Linked DNA regions of Mus musculus: region 2 is linked to region 1. A link is a contact called in public Hi-C data. All regions are on one chromosome and are shown on one strand. Each heading gives the region's core, a stretch centred on a gene start, on an enhancer-like site or on the middle of the called end of the contact. The rest is flanking DNA. Distances are from core to core; before and after follow the strand shown. Region 1 overlaps Thsd4 (thrombospondin, type I, domain containing 4). Region 2 holds the start of Lrrc49 (leucine rich repeat containing 49).

Region 1 (5,763 bases), core at 1,366-3,865:
AAAGCAGAAAACTCTATGTGCTACATATTACTAGTGAGAATTTTTAGCCTTCTAATAACTTGGATTTAAATTTTTGTTCTTGTTTTGTGTTTTGAAAAAGGGTCTCATTGTATATTCCCTGGCCAGCCTGGAACTCATTATGTAGTCAGGGCTGGCCCTGAACTCACAGAGATGCGCCTGTCTCTGTCTCCTAAGTGCTAGAACTAATGGTGTCCACCACAACACCCAGCTAGCTGTTTCTTTAGGTTTAAATAGAAATGAGTCTTTGGATCTAACAAGATACTATAAATGTTCAGTAGAAGGCATTTGTAATCTAACACGTATTTCCATGCTACTTCTATGAGACCTTTGTCACTCAGAATAAAGTCATAAAAACTGACCTTTGCTTTTAAAGCTGGGGTTGAGGCAACGGCTCAGCCTGTGCACACTGGCTGTGTAAGCTTGCCCACGTGTTTGAATCCTAACCATACAGAAGGCTGAGCATGGTGAGACACTCTTATAATCCCAGTTCTGGGGAGGCTTGCTGGCCGGCTGATCCAGCCTCATCAACCATCCCTCAATACCAAGGGGAGACCAACCGTGCATTAAAAGTCAGGGTGGGTGGCTTCTGAGGAGCACATGAGGTTGACCACAGGCCTCCACACATAGATACATGCACGTGCACCCACATGCATGTGAACACAAATCCCTACCCACGCACACACAATAATTCCCTGAAAGTTGAAAAACAATTGTCCTAAATAACTAAACGGATTAAGGCTTGTGTCTCTGGAAGAGGAGAGAGAGCAGGCACAGGCTTCACACATGCTGGAGGAGGAAGAGCAGGGTACGGAGGCCACGGCTCTATCCCTGTTTCCCCTCGATGGATCACAATGCCCAAACTGCCTACCAAAGTGGCCTTTCAGGATGGAGATTTGTTGCATGCCATGCCTTTTGGGATCCAGCTCTTCAAATGCGACGTCACACATTCTAGCTCAACAACTGGCCCTTACCCCTTCACTATGAGATGGCTACAAGTGAGAAACCCTGTCCAGCATCTGCTCAGACTTTGATTTGGGCGGGGGTGGGGGTGTTATTTGACACATCCGCATTCCATGGGAGGCTCCCTGCAGATGTGGGGGAACCTTCACCACTGACCTCTTGGTAAAAGATACCCAGCCAGGAACTGGAAACATGCAGCATGACAACACAGCTGCCCAGATCTCCACTGCTCACTAGAATGGCAGGCTCCAGAAGAGAGGTCTATTCCATTCATCAAGCCTGCTGGGCCTAGAAGGTCCCTGGTAAGGGTAGAGATGGTAGAAATAGAGCAATATGCCCCACACATGCCTTCCTCCCACACTCCCTACAAACATTACCAATCAGATCGGTAGGTAGCTGCATGATTTCCTCTAAGCCTCAAATCAGATCTCCTCTCAAAACATATTAAATCTGCTTGTTACCTTCAGATGTTTTTAGATGTGTGTGTGTGTGTGTGTGTGTGTGTGTGTGTGTGTGTGTGTGTGTGTGTGAGAGAGAGAGAGAGAGAGAGAGAGAGAGAGAGAGAGAGAGAATGTTTTGAGACAGGGTTTCTCTACGCAGCCCTGGCTGTTCCTGGAACTTGCTTTGTAGATCAGGCTGGCCTTGAACTCAGAGATCTGCCTGCCTCTGCCTCCAGTAGCGAGTGCTGGGATTAAAGGTGTGTGCCACCATGCCTATAATTTATTTTTAATTTTCTATCTTACTATGTAGTTAAGGATGACCTTGAACTTCTGAGCCACTTGGGGGCTGGCAAAAGGCATCCATCACTCCTACTTTATATGGTACTGGAGATGGGACCCAGGACATTGCACATGCTCAGTACACATACTTTACCAAATGAGCTACTTTTCCACCTCCATTCTTGAAAGACACCCAAGACACCCTCTCTCTTTATGAGACAGATCCTCATGTATCCAAAGCTAGCCTCAAAATTTTCTAATCAACATTGATATGCACCCAAGGATAACCCTTAGTTTCTAATCCTCTGACTATGTACTGGGGTTATAGCCATTCATTTTTTTCCCTTCTGTATAGTGATTAAAGCCAGGGCTGTGTGCATGTCAGGCATACATTTTACCAAATGAATTATATCCTCTGCCTAGAAAGTACAACTTTCTCCTTTCAGAAAAGCCTAATTTTAGTGAGGATTCTAAGAAGTAAAGATTTCTCTCTCTCTCTCTGTCTCTGTCTCTGTCTCTGTCTCTGTCTCTGTCTCTCTCTCTCTCTCTCTCTCTCACACACACACACACAAAACAACAACAACAACAACACCCCAAAACCAAAACTAAAATCCGAATTTCTCCTAGGAGTACAAATGTAGTTCAAGTCCTTGACAAAGTAGGCAGGCCTGCTTGCCTGAAACAATGTTTCCTAAGCTGACAGCTCTGGTTTAAGCAAAGAGACACCACCCAAAAGAAGATGCCGCTGCTGGCCTGTTCATGCCTCTGGAGTGTGAGCTGTATGGCAGGCATTATTCTGATCATGTCACTTGTACTGTCTCGTATAATTAATAAAATATGATTCTGATGCTAACACAGCCGAGGATCCAAGACTCATTTCTCAGATCCAACGTGTTTCACAGATGAATGCAACCCAAGTCACACAGGCCTGCTTCGTGCCAAGAGTGCGCTCACCCGCCCAGGACCTGACCTCCAGCAATTCTGCCTGGGAAGCAGGGCCTTCCTGAAATCCGGCCCAGCCCTGGCCCATCTGTTCCAGCCTGTCACTCGGCCACGTTCTATTTCTGAATGCCCAGCTTCAAAAAGCAGCTCGTAACATCTTTGCAATTTGTCCCAGATGGACAGTGTGGCTTCCATGAAGGCTGCTCCTCTTCTCCTCCGTTTCTTCTGACAGGTCTGAGAACAGAGAAGGTTGCAAATCTGTCTTCTAACAAACTCAGAGGATGCCCAGGCTTTAACACTGTGAGCCAGTGCGGGAGCTGCTGCTTGGCCTGTGCTTGCGTCAGACACTGGCATGCTGAGCCACCTGCCCTGTAGGGCCAGCCTTGGGCTGCAGCCCTGGGCAATACCAAGTGTGGTGCCGTTCGTCCCTGGGGGATAGCCCCTGTGGATCCCAGGTGCAGCCTTACAGCAGCTGCCCTGAGAACTGGAGCATGGGGGAAAAAAATGACAAGTGTGGTGATAAAATCCATAATAAAAGTGAAAGTTACTGATTTTTCTAGGGATATTTATTAAGTAGCTGGCAACGAGCCACATTGGATTCACAGGCAGTCTCACCCTTCACCCCTGACCTCTCCTCTGACCTTGGTTTTGGAAAGAGAGATGTTTACTCCCTAGAGAAAGTTCTGGAGTGGCCAAGGGCTGCTTTTCAGGCTGGAACTGTGAGGCAGTCTTAAAGTCTGTTTCTCTTGTGATCAGGAAAGGCGCCCCTGTTTGGGATTGTGTGTTGGCTGCCTTTATCCCACATGAGTGGGCTCTTTACTCCCCCATGATTTAACTGAGCCCCAGTTTACCATGATCAGGGTTGTGGATACACTGCTCTTGTTTTCTGTTTGCTACATTGTATCTTATCACAAGTCAGTCTCCCCTGTCACTTTTCTAATCCATCCCAACTGCCCCGTTAAGGATCAACCGGTGACTAAAGCCGTGAGGCCTGGAGGCAGTGCATTTCTTGAGGGCAGAGGTCACATCTTACTCATCTCTGAATTCACATATTTGGCATAGGAGGCCCAGTGGATCCATGCTACTTGTGGATAAAAAGGAAAAGGTGGGGATGGAGAGGGAAGCAGAGCCGCAAGCTTCTTTGGAGTTAACTTGTCCACCAGAGCGAACGGTTCTCTAGCAAGCACTGGCTAAGAAACATTCCCTGCCTGTTTGATGCTATCTGAAAAACTGGGTGTCTGAGGAGCTGAGAGAGAAGGCTTAGTCAGAAAAGTGTTCGCTGAACAAGCATGAGACACGAGTTCCATCCCCAGAGCTAGGTGGAATGTGAATGGTTTCAGGGCCATCACTAGGCAGGCATTGGGCTAACTGGGGCCCATTCTCTAAATGCAGGCAAATACACCTGTTATAGCTAAGCCAAGAACTCTGAGTTCTGCCCACCCCCCAAAGAAAGAGAAAGGAAGGAGGGGAGGGGAGGGGAGGGGAGGGGAGGGGAGGGGAGGGGAGGGGAAGAACAGTAGAAGACACTCAGCTTTGAACTCTGGACTTTACCCACATATGTGCACACACTACACATACACATTATAAGTACACACACACACATACACACACACAAACACACACGGAGGCACAATTTGGCTACTTGATACAAACGTTGGCTTGGCTGAGTGGGAAGCAGCGCACATAAAGAGTAAGCCATAAACTTCCTGTGTTCTCAATGACAGCCAGAACCACTCACAGCTCCATCTCGCCGGTGCTTGGGAAAACAGGAATGCCCGTGCCGGCGCCATGGGAATGCTCACTGACATCTTTGCCCTCCTGCATTGTGCCAGCTGCCAACCACTTCAATCCGCATTTTTCCTGTCCAAAATTGCAAATGCCCAGAGTGGCAAGGCTCCTGGCCAAGGAAACACAAAGGCTCAGCCTAATTAGTGCACATTGAGGGTGAGAAAGCTAATGTCCAAGAGGCCGAACATCACAAGCGGGAAGCTTGGAAGCAGCTGTTTGGAATCACCAAGCCATTCTCCACTTCCACGCCACAGTAACAGTTGCAAGAACAGTTAACAAGGGACTTTGGGCTAATTGGACCCACCCACAGAACACATGCCTGATCTGGAAGCCAGGCCTCATAGCTACAGAGAAAGGAAGCTCATACATTCAGGCTGGGCTGCTGTGTCAACACATCCTGCATCTTTGTCCAGAAGGCATCCGTGCCCAAGTGGCTACTTCTGCCAGGGTCTTGTGGGCAGGAAACAGCGGAGGGTGCCTCTCAGTCAAGATTCCACTCTCCCCACAGAGCTAGTGCTGCTACAGAGGCCTCATCAAGGAGAGTCTCAAATGGAATCGCAAGGAGCTAGACTGGATGCCAAGCTCAAAGGGCCATGCTAATACCTCATGAGTACCTTCTGGATACAGGCACAACTCATGAGCACCTTCTGTATACAGGCCCCTTCATAAGCACTAAAGATTCAGTATAGCACAGTAGACAGAAACTTCCCTCTTCATTAACTACGCCTACCTTTGTGACAGCGCGTGGATCGTAAGGTCACAGGACTTTCTTTAACCAGGGTTCCTATTCAGGCACACTGCATTCTGAAGTGTTGATATCAGGCAGCCAGCTTTTCTGGGTTCTGGGGAGATTTAAATTAAGGAAAAAACTCGAAAGATTTCAGCAGGGCCCTTTCCTTCTTCAGGTCTTCCGGACTCCATGCTAATATTAATTCTTTCCTGTCTCACATCCTCAATGTCCATACATAAACATAATCACATAATCACACATAGAAAGTGTCATCCGTAAAGTATGATGTGCCATCTCTCTCACCCTCCCAGACACTCTGCGGTGTGGCTAAGTGTGGCACCCATGAGAATGAGAACACTCTACAGACCTCAGATTACAGGTCATGAAACTGGCAAGAGCTCCGGCTGCTATGCTTCAAATCCATTACAACAGTGGTGCTGGCACCAAGCTGAGCTTCCCACGGCCTGTTCCCAGGGGTGACGGCTGATCCCAGTGGGGTACAGAGGCAAGACTATTCCCAGGAGACCTAGGACTCCTCTAGAAACTTACTTGACTAAAAGACTCCTAGATGGCCTTGGTGACCCTCCATGGTGACTGAGAATA
Region 2 (6,140 bases), core at 1,757-4,256, 380 kb after region 1:
AAATAGTATTTAAGAATATATATTGATAGGAAGAAATTGACAGAGATAAACTTTATTATAAGATAACAGATAAAATGTGCTTTTTAAAAAAAGGATGGCCCCAGAAGGGCCACACATTATATGATTCCATTCATATGAACTACCCATGGTTGAAAAATGCATAGACAGAAAGCACATTTGCAGTTTCCAAGGGTTTAAGATAAGTGAGGAACTGGGAGCAACTGCTTAATGAAGATGAGAGTGTATGTGGACTGATGAAATGTCCTACATCTAAATGGAGGAGATGCTCTTGCAACACTGTGCATGGACTTAGTGCCCCTGAGGTGTAAACTTTAAAACGGGTTATATTGGAATTTGCATGGGAGGTACAATTTTTCCAAACTTACAATTAAAGGCAGTTACACAAGATCAGATTAAAATACTTCCAAACTGTCCACAAATATAATTGCCACAAATGCAATGACTGAAAGAATTATTTGCTCAATAAAAAAAGAAATGCAAACAATAAAAGCTAAGTGGAGCTCTTGACTTTTTAAAAATCCTTCACATGTCAAATTGTAATGCAATAAAATTGCATATTTAAGAATTTTAACTCTTTTTAATAATTTTTCATGGCAGAACTGAAAAGCCCAAACCAGTCTCGCCTCCTAAAACTGTCCATTAAAACTTTAAAAATCCATCTTCAAAGACTTCCGAGGCTTCTCCATCACCCACCCGATCACAGCAGCATTCGCACTCCATCAGTGTGAACACATGTCTACACAAGAGAGGATGGTATAAAAAGGATGTTGAAAACACAGCACTCCTACAAGCACATAACGGTAGAAAAAGACCCACCTGGCCAAGGCAGGTAGGAAAGTTTTACATACAGTCCATTATGCCTGATTCTAATAAATACATTTTTTTCATTAATTCAGCTGTTATTGGAGATGATCAAACGATGAGGTCAGGGGAGTCACACAGGGAAGGGTTGGCTATTTTGACATCCAAATGTAACTAGTCAGCTGCAGTCTGTTAATCAGTGGCCCCTCCCATTCAAACCTCCTATGGCCTCCGTTTAGTCTCTTCTTGCTGCTGTCTGTAAACTCCGGCCTTTATACTACAGAGTCCTTCCAGTGATGTCCACTTCACAATGTTTTAGGGAACAAATGAACTGTGACGGTTGAGAGCATACACATTATTTAAGGGGAGAAGTGTATTGTGTACGGCTAGCATAGGGGAGTGGGCATGCGTGAGTGCTGAGGTGAGTGAGGCAGGAAAGAAAGAAAAAAAATGTATCTCAAAAACCAAATGAAAAGCCAGAGACTTTGGAAATTACCAAGATATTACAAGTAAATGGTCTGGGTGTAGAAAGAGGGTTCAGTGGTTAGGACCACTGCTGCTCTTCCATGGGACCTGAGTTGGGTTCCTAGTACCCATGACAGGTGTCACAACTGCCTGTAACACCACCTCCAGAGCATCTGACAACTTCCTCTGGCCTCCAGAGAGACACAGAGACGGATGCACAGACACACACACACACACACACACACACACACACACAAAATAAGAATCTAACACTCAATACGTTATTAAAACACTAACATTTCCTCTGCTAAGCTAGTTTTTCTTCTGATTTAAAATGAATCACAAAGTGAAATCCTCCTAAAATGTCCCATTTTATCCTTCCAGAGATGCTACCATTAGAATGATACCATCATTTTACCTATGTCTAAGGAAGAAAGCATTTCTTAATTAAATTATGCCATACAACCACTTTTAAGAAATACCTTCACCAGAAATGTTTAAATGTAAGGGGAGGGGCTCTTGTAATGGAATGACCTAAATTGATACAAGAGGGATGATTTGGCTTTATGAAAGTAGACAGAAAATAAAGTCAGCTTTACATTGAAAACCAAAATAAGAGACCCTCAGCCCCGAGGTCAGAATCTATATATAAAATATACAAGTATTTGTGTACAATATCTGACCATTTATTTTCAACTTAAATACAAATCTGCTTAAATCTTACTTTGTTTTTGTCAGAAAGTGACGACGTTTGAATAACCAGATGAAGTCCACAGTTCACCTGAAATGTAAAAGTTAAATTATAAAATGATTTCTTAATGCATACACACCATAGTATAAACACATTATAAGAAATGGAACACAGTCAAATATTCCATCTTTCTTTGCCTTTTCTGGTAAATGAGCATTTTCTGAAGTCTAGGAATCAAGTAAAATCAAGTCAAATGCTTTCATTAATTTATTTTTCAAAATGTCGGAGGCACGGATTTCACCCACCTTGTACCTCAGGCTTTGGAGCCCCGACATTTCTGTTGCCAGTCAGGATGTCAGTGCTTGAATAAAGGAGGTGGGAGTGTCTAAGAACAGGTTCCTTTCTCAATAGAAAAAAAGGAAGAAGTGGGTGGGGGATAACTAAAGGAATCCCAGTGTTTGCCTAGCAAACCAGCTCCACCTTCTGGGGAGCTCGGGCCCTGGGCAAGATTTTAAACACCCATCATACAATATTCAAAAACTCTCAGAGTGCTTTGGACTAGCCCAGGAAACCCTAGCCTCAATGAGACAATAGCTTCAGTCGCCCCGATCCCAGTAATACAGCCCATCACCTAGGACAAAGACGCCAGTCAGAGAGGACAAGACTACTATCGGAAAGGAAGAAAAATCAGGAAGGCCCAACTCACGTTATTTGCAGCTCGGCCAGAAACGGAGCGATATTTTCCGGGAATCATGGCAGGAGACAGTCCAGGATGTTCAATCCTCCTTCGAGGTAATCCTACAGCTAAGATTCAAAGAGACCAAAAGGGGTCATCTCCCAGGCAACCCGCTCAGGGGTTACCATAGAAACCACCATTTCCGGTCTGGTCCTCGCCCTAGATCTTTGGGCCGTCCGGGCGGCTAGCCTCGGGGAGTATCTGTGGGGCCCCGTGCGTCAGCACTTCCTCGTTCTGGATTTTTTTTTTTTTTCCAGGCCGCTTGAAAACAGCGGGAGGATCCGGAGGAGGATAAGACGAGGAAGAGGGAGGACACATCGGTGGCTATGGCAACCATGACTTCCGGTCCTTTCCTCTTTAGGACCCGCCTCAACACTGCCCGCGGGAAGTTTGATTCCCTCTGCCTGCTGCTGCCTGTTTTCCTGGCAAGATCGCAGGGAAGAGCTGGAGGAAGGTGCTCATAACCTTCCCATTTAATTTGGCCCTTCCACTAAGCCGAGACAAGGAAGGATACAATCCGACCTGGAGATAGTGAAGGGAAGCCAGCTTTCCTGAGGCCCCTGCGGGCAGAGGAACGGAGTGCGCCAGACAATCGATCTGTCCAAAAAAAAAAAAAAAAAAAGACTAAAGCTGTGAAGCTACTACTGAAGACAAGTCTTGCTAATAACCCCTTCCCTTCCCTAAGCTTCTTTTGACTGATACTGGCTGCCTTCAAGTTCATGTTCCTGGCGAGCTAAACAAACTTCCAGTCATCTCCTCACTGCATACCTTTCTGCCCCCACCCCACCCCCAAATACTGATTACATATTCCTTGCATCGAATTATCACTACTTGCTCTCTTAAAAACTTCCAAGCCCTCTTTGGGACAATCCAGCTTCCACCCTATGACCATTATGTGGATTAAACAGTGGCTCTATGACAGTGCAGAAGGAATGTTTAGTTCTAAATCTGAGAAAAGGTTGCCAAGAAGTTAAGTGGTCTGTAACTGACATTTTGACTTTGAATTGTGAGACTTGTATAGAATGACAGGGCTGAAGGCAACCTTATTTCTCAACTAGTCCAAACCTATCCATTTTATGTGAGGAGACACATCCAAAAATTAACTTCTTCAATGGCCTGGAATTCTTATTATACCTCCAGTCACCAGAACAATATTCTTTCTGTAATACTAACCTGCTTCCCACATCTGGGTGGATGCCTAAGACCCTTCCTTTAGTGATATTCTATCATCATTTGGAATGTAAACATATAATTTTTGGATCAAAATTATGAACACAACTTACACATCCTTGCATGATTTTTCTCCTTTCCCTACCATCCTATTAATACCACTGTCCTGAAGAGTTCATAGACATAATGCTGATCTTTTGGTTCCTCAGCATTCCTCTCTTTTGAGACTGCTCACCTGTTCCCGGCAGTAACCATAGTTATTCCTTTTCCCATTTTCTGGCACCATCAATAAAGTTCTGTCCCTTTTTTAAAGCAATAAGCTCAAATATAGTTTCTCCTGATCCCTGACTTACATATTATGTTTTTTAAAATATTTATCTTTATGTGTGGGGGTGGGGTGTGGAGGTTAGCTAAGGTATGAAATCATGGTGGTTACAAGAATAAACTTGGTGGCCAACTCATGGGTTTCAGTTATGGTTCTGCCAATAATTAAGCATGCTTCCTATGCCCAGGTTCCTCATCTGTAATAGAAAGATGTTATCGCATCTCAGCCAAAGCCTTTCCAGAGCTGTAGAGAGTTAGTTACTTGGAGTAATGTCTGAGGCACAATACTTACCATATTAATTAAGCATTGATTGTCATCACAGTCAACCCTTGGCCCATGTATTTTGCTTCTGAAGCCTGTGTTCAGCCTGTCCTCTCTTCACTAACTCATTTTCAGGCAATGTCTTGAATGCTAAAAACAGGGAAGCTCGCAGGGACACAGATGTGGTGCTGAGCTGAAGCTTGGGGGAAGAACTGGGCAGCCAAGTCAGCAGTGTGGAGCTGCATGAGAATGCGGGCGTTAGTTCATGCTTGTTGCAGCTGAAGCAATTATCTATCTGATACAATCTTTGATGCAGTGCTCTCAGCAGGCCAACTGTGACAGCTGATCTGTCTGTCCGTTTGACTAGATCTATAACCAACTTAAATGGTCGTCATCAGGAACTCCTTTGAGAAAAGTCCTCCATCAGATCATTTGAAGCAGTAAGAGCCCACCCTCAATCTAAGTGGCACCTTCTGATGGCAGTCCAGGTGAATGGAGATTGAAAGTGGAAACATTGCTTTCTGCCTGCTTGCCATTTTTTTTTCCCGGCGAGTGCATCTGTCTTACTGCATTTCTTATCCAACAACAGAGTAAGTTTCTTTGGGCTTCCAGCATGTTCTGAAGACCAGCAGCTATCCAAGAATACTCTTGGCCTTAAGTGCCAGATTGGAACTACAGAGACATCCAGACTGAGTCACTAGCAGATTCTCAGCCTCTCTGATGTGAGATGATCACTGTTGAATTACCCAGACCTATAATAATCCTATCCTATAACCCAATCTAATAAATCACCTTTTAGTACATATTGAGTATCAGTCTGTTCCATATAGAACCCTGACTGATACACTGGCCTTCCTGTTGCTGGCAAACCCAAAGCCACTCTTCTTCATAAACGGTTCAGTAATAAAGGTAAAAACTCCTAAGTCCTGTTTAGTGGGTTTCTCTGGAGTAATTGAATCAAACCCTAATGACCCTGTCTGCTCCCTATGGGAAGAAGCAACTAGTCACTGACTACTGTGTCTCCTTGATGGACTTTAGCAGATGCTCAGCCAATACCTGATGATGAGAGGGTGTTCAGTGTCAGCTCTAGACATTTCGAATCTTCCTGATGCTTTCTGAAGGAAACCTGTCAGTCACAGACTCATTCCTTTTGTGTATATGTCCATTCTTTTCATTTTCCAGCTCCCCTGGAAGGGTTAGACCTGGAAGGTACTTGGGAAACCATCCTGTCTGAATGCTTCATTCTGTCAATGAGAAAATGCAGTAAAGTGGTTTCCGACACTTACACAGCTACTTAGTGACAGACAACACAAGCATCTCCCCTAGATCACCAATTTAAAAAATATTTATGTACAGTTAGATGGCTCAGCCATTAAAGGCACTTGGCACCAAGTCTGCTGACCTAAGTTCACTCCCCAGGACCCACAAGGAAGATGGAGAGAACCAACTCCCTCGAGTTGTCCTCTGACCTCCACATTCACACTATGGCATATGCGTGTACATACATACAAAAAAGTAATAACTTATTTTTTTTTAAAAAAATGTTTAACTGCTTCAGGTGACTATCAGGTATCTTCTACCTGCCCTTTGTTTCCTCCAGATTATGTTCTCAAGCTTAATGTGGTGGTTTGAATACACTTGGCCCAGGGAGTGGCACTGTTAGGAGGTGG

Evidence for each region. A called contact is a pair of places that touch in the nucleus more often than the background predicts.
Region 2: a Hi-C map of uterus shows a contact between it and region 1, with 2.4 times the contacts expected there. The contact joins the promoter of Lrrc49 here to the enhancer-like site in region 1. A contact is called at or near these places in 4 of 39 promoter capture datasets (the 3T3-L1 cell line, the C10 cell line, the SN4741 cell line and 1 more), 2 of 484 Hi-C or Micro-C datasets (muscle stem cells and uterus) and 1 of 9 other capture datasets (adipose tissue).

Annotation. Positions count from the first base shown.
Region 1 is chr9:60,307,251-60,313,013 of GRCm38.p6, forward strand. The region is part of intron 6 of Thsd4 (thrombospondin, type I, domain containing 4); the gene reads right to left. Among named protein-coding and RNA genes, the nearest start is that of 2010001M07Rik, 24 kb to the right of the region's middle. Within about 2 kb of position 2,616, at least 66 of the 459 cell types and tissues checked have an H3K27ac peak or open chromatin away from gene starts, as enhancers often do. A contact at or near this core is called in adipose tissue, muscle stem cells and uterus, where this site is marked.
Region 2 is chr9:60,685,128-60,691,267 of GRCm38.p6, forward strand. Lrrc49 (leucine rich repeat containing 49) reads right to left here and starts at 3,007. Exons shown (of 17, transcript NM_145616.4): 1 at 2,685-3,007; 2 at 2,012-2,068. The coding sequence starts at 2,732.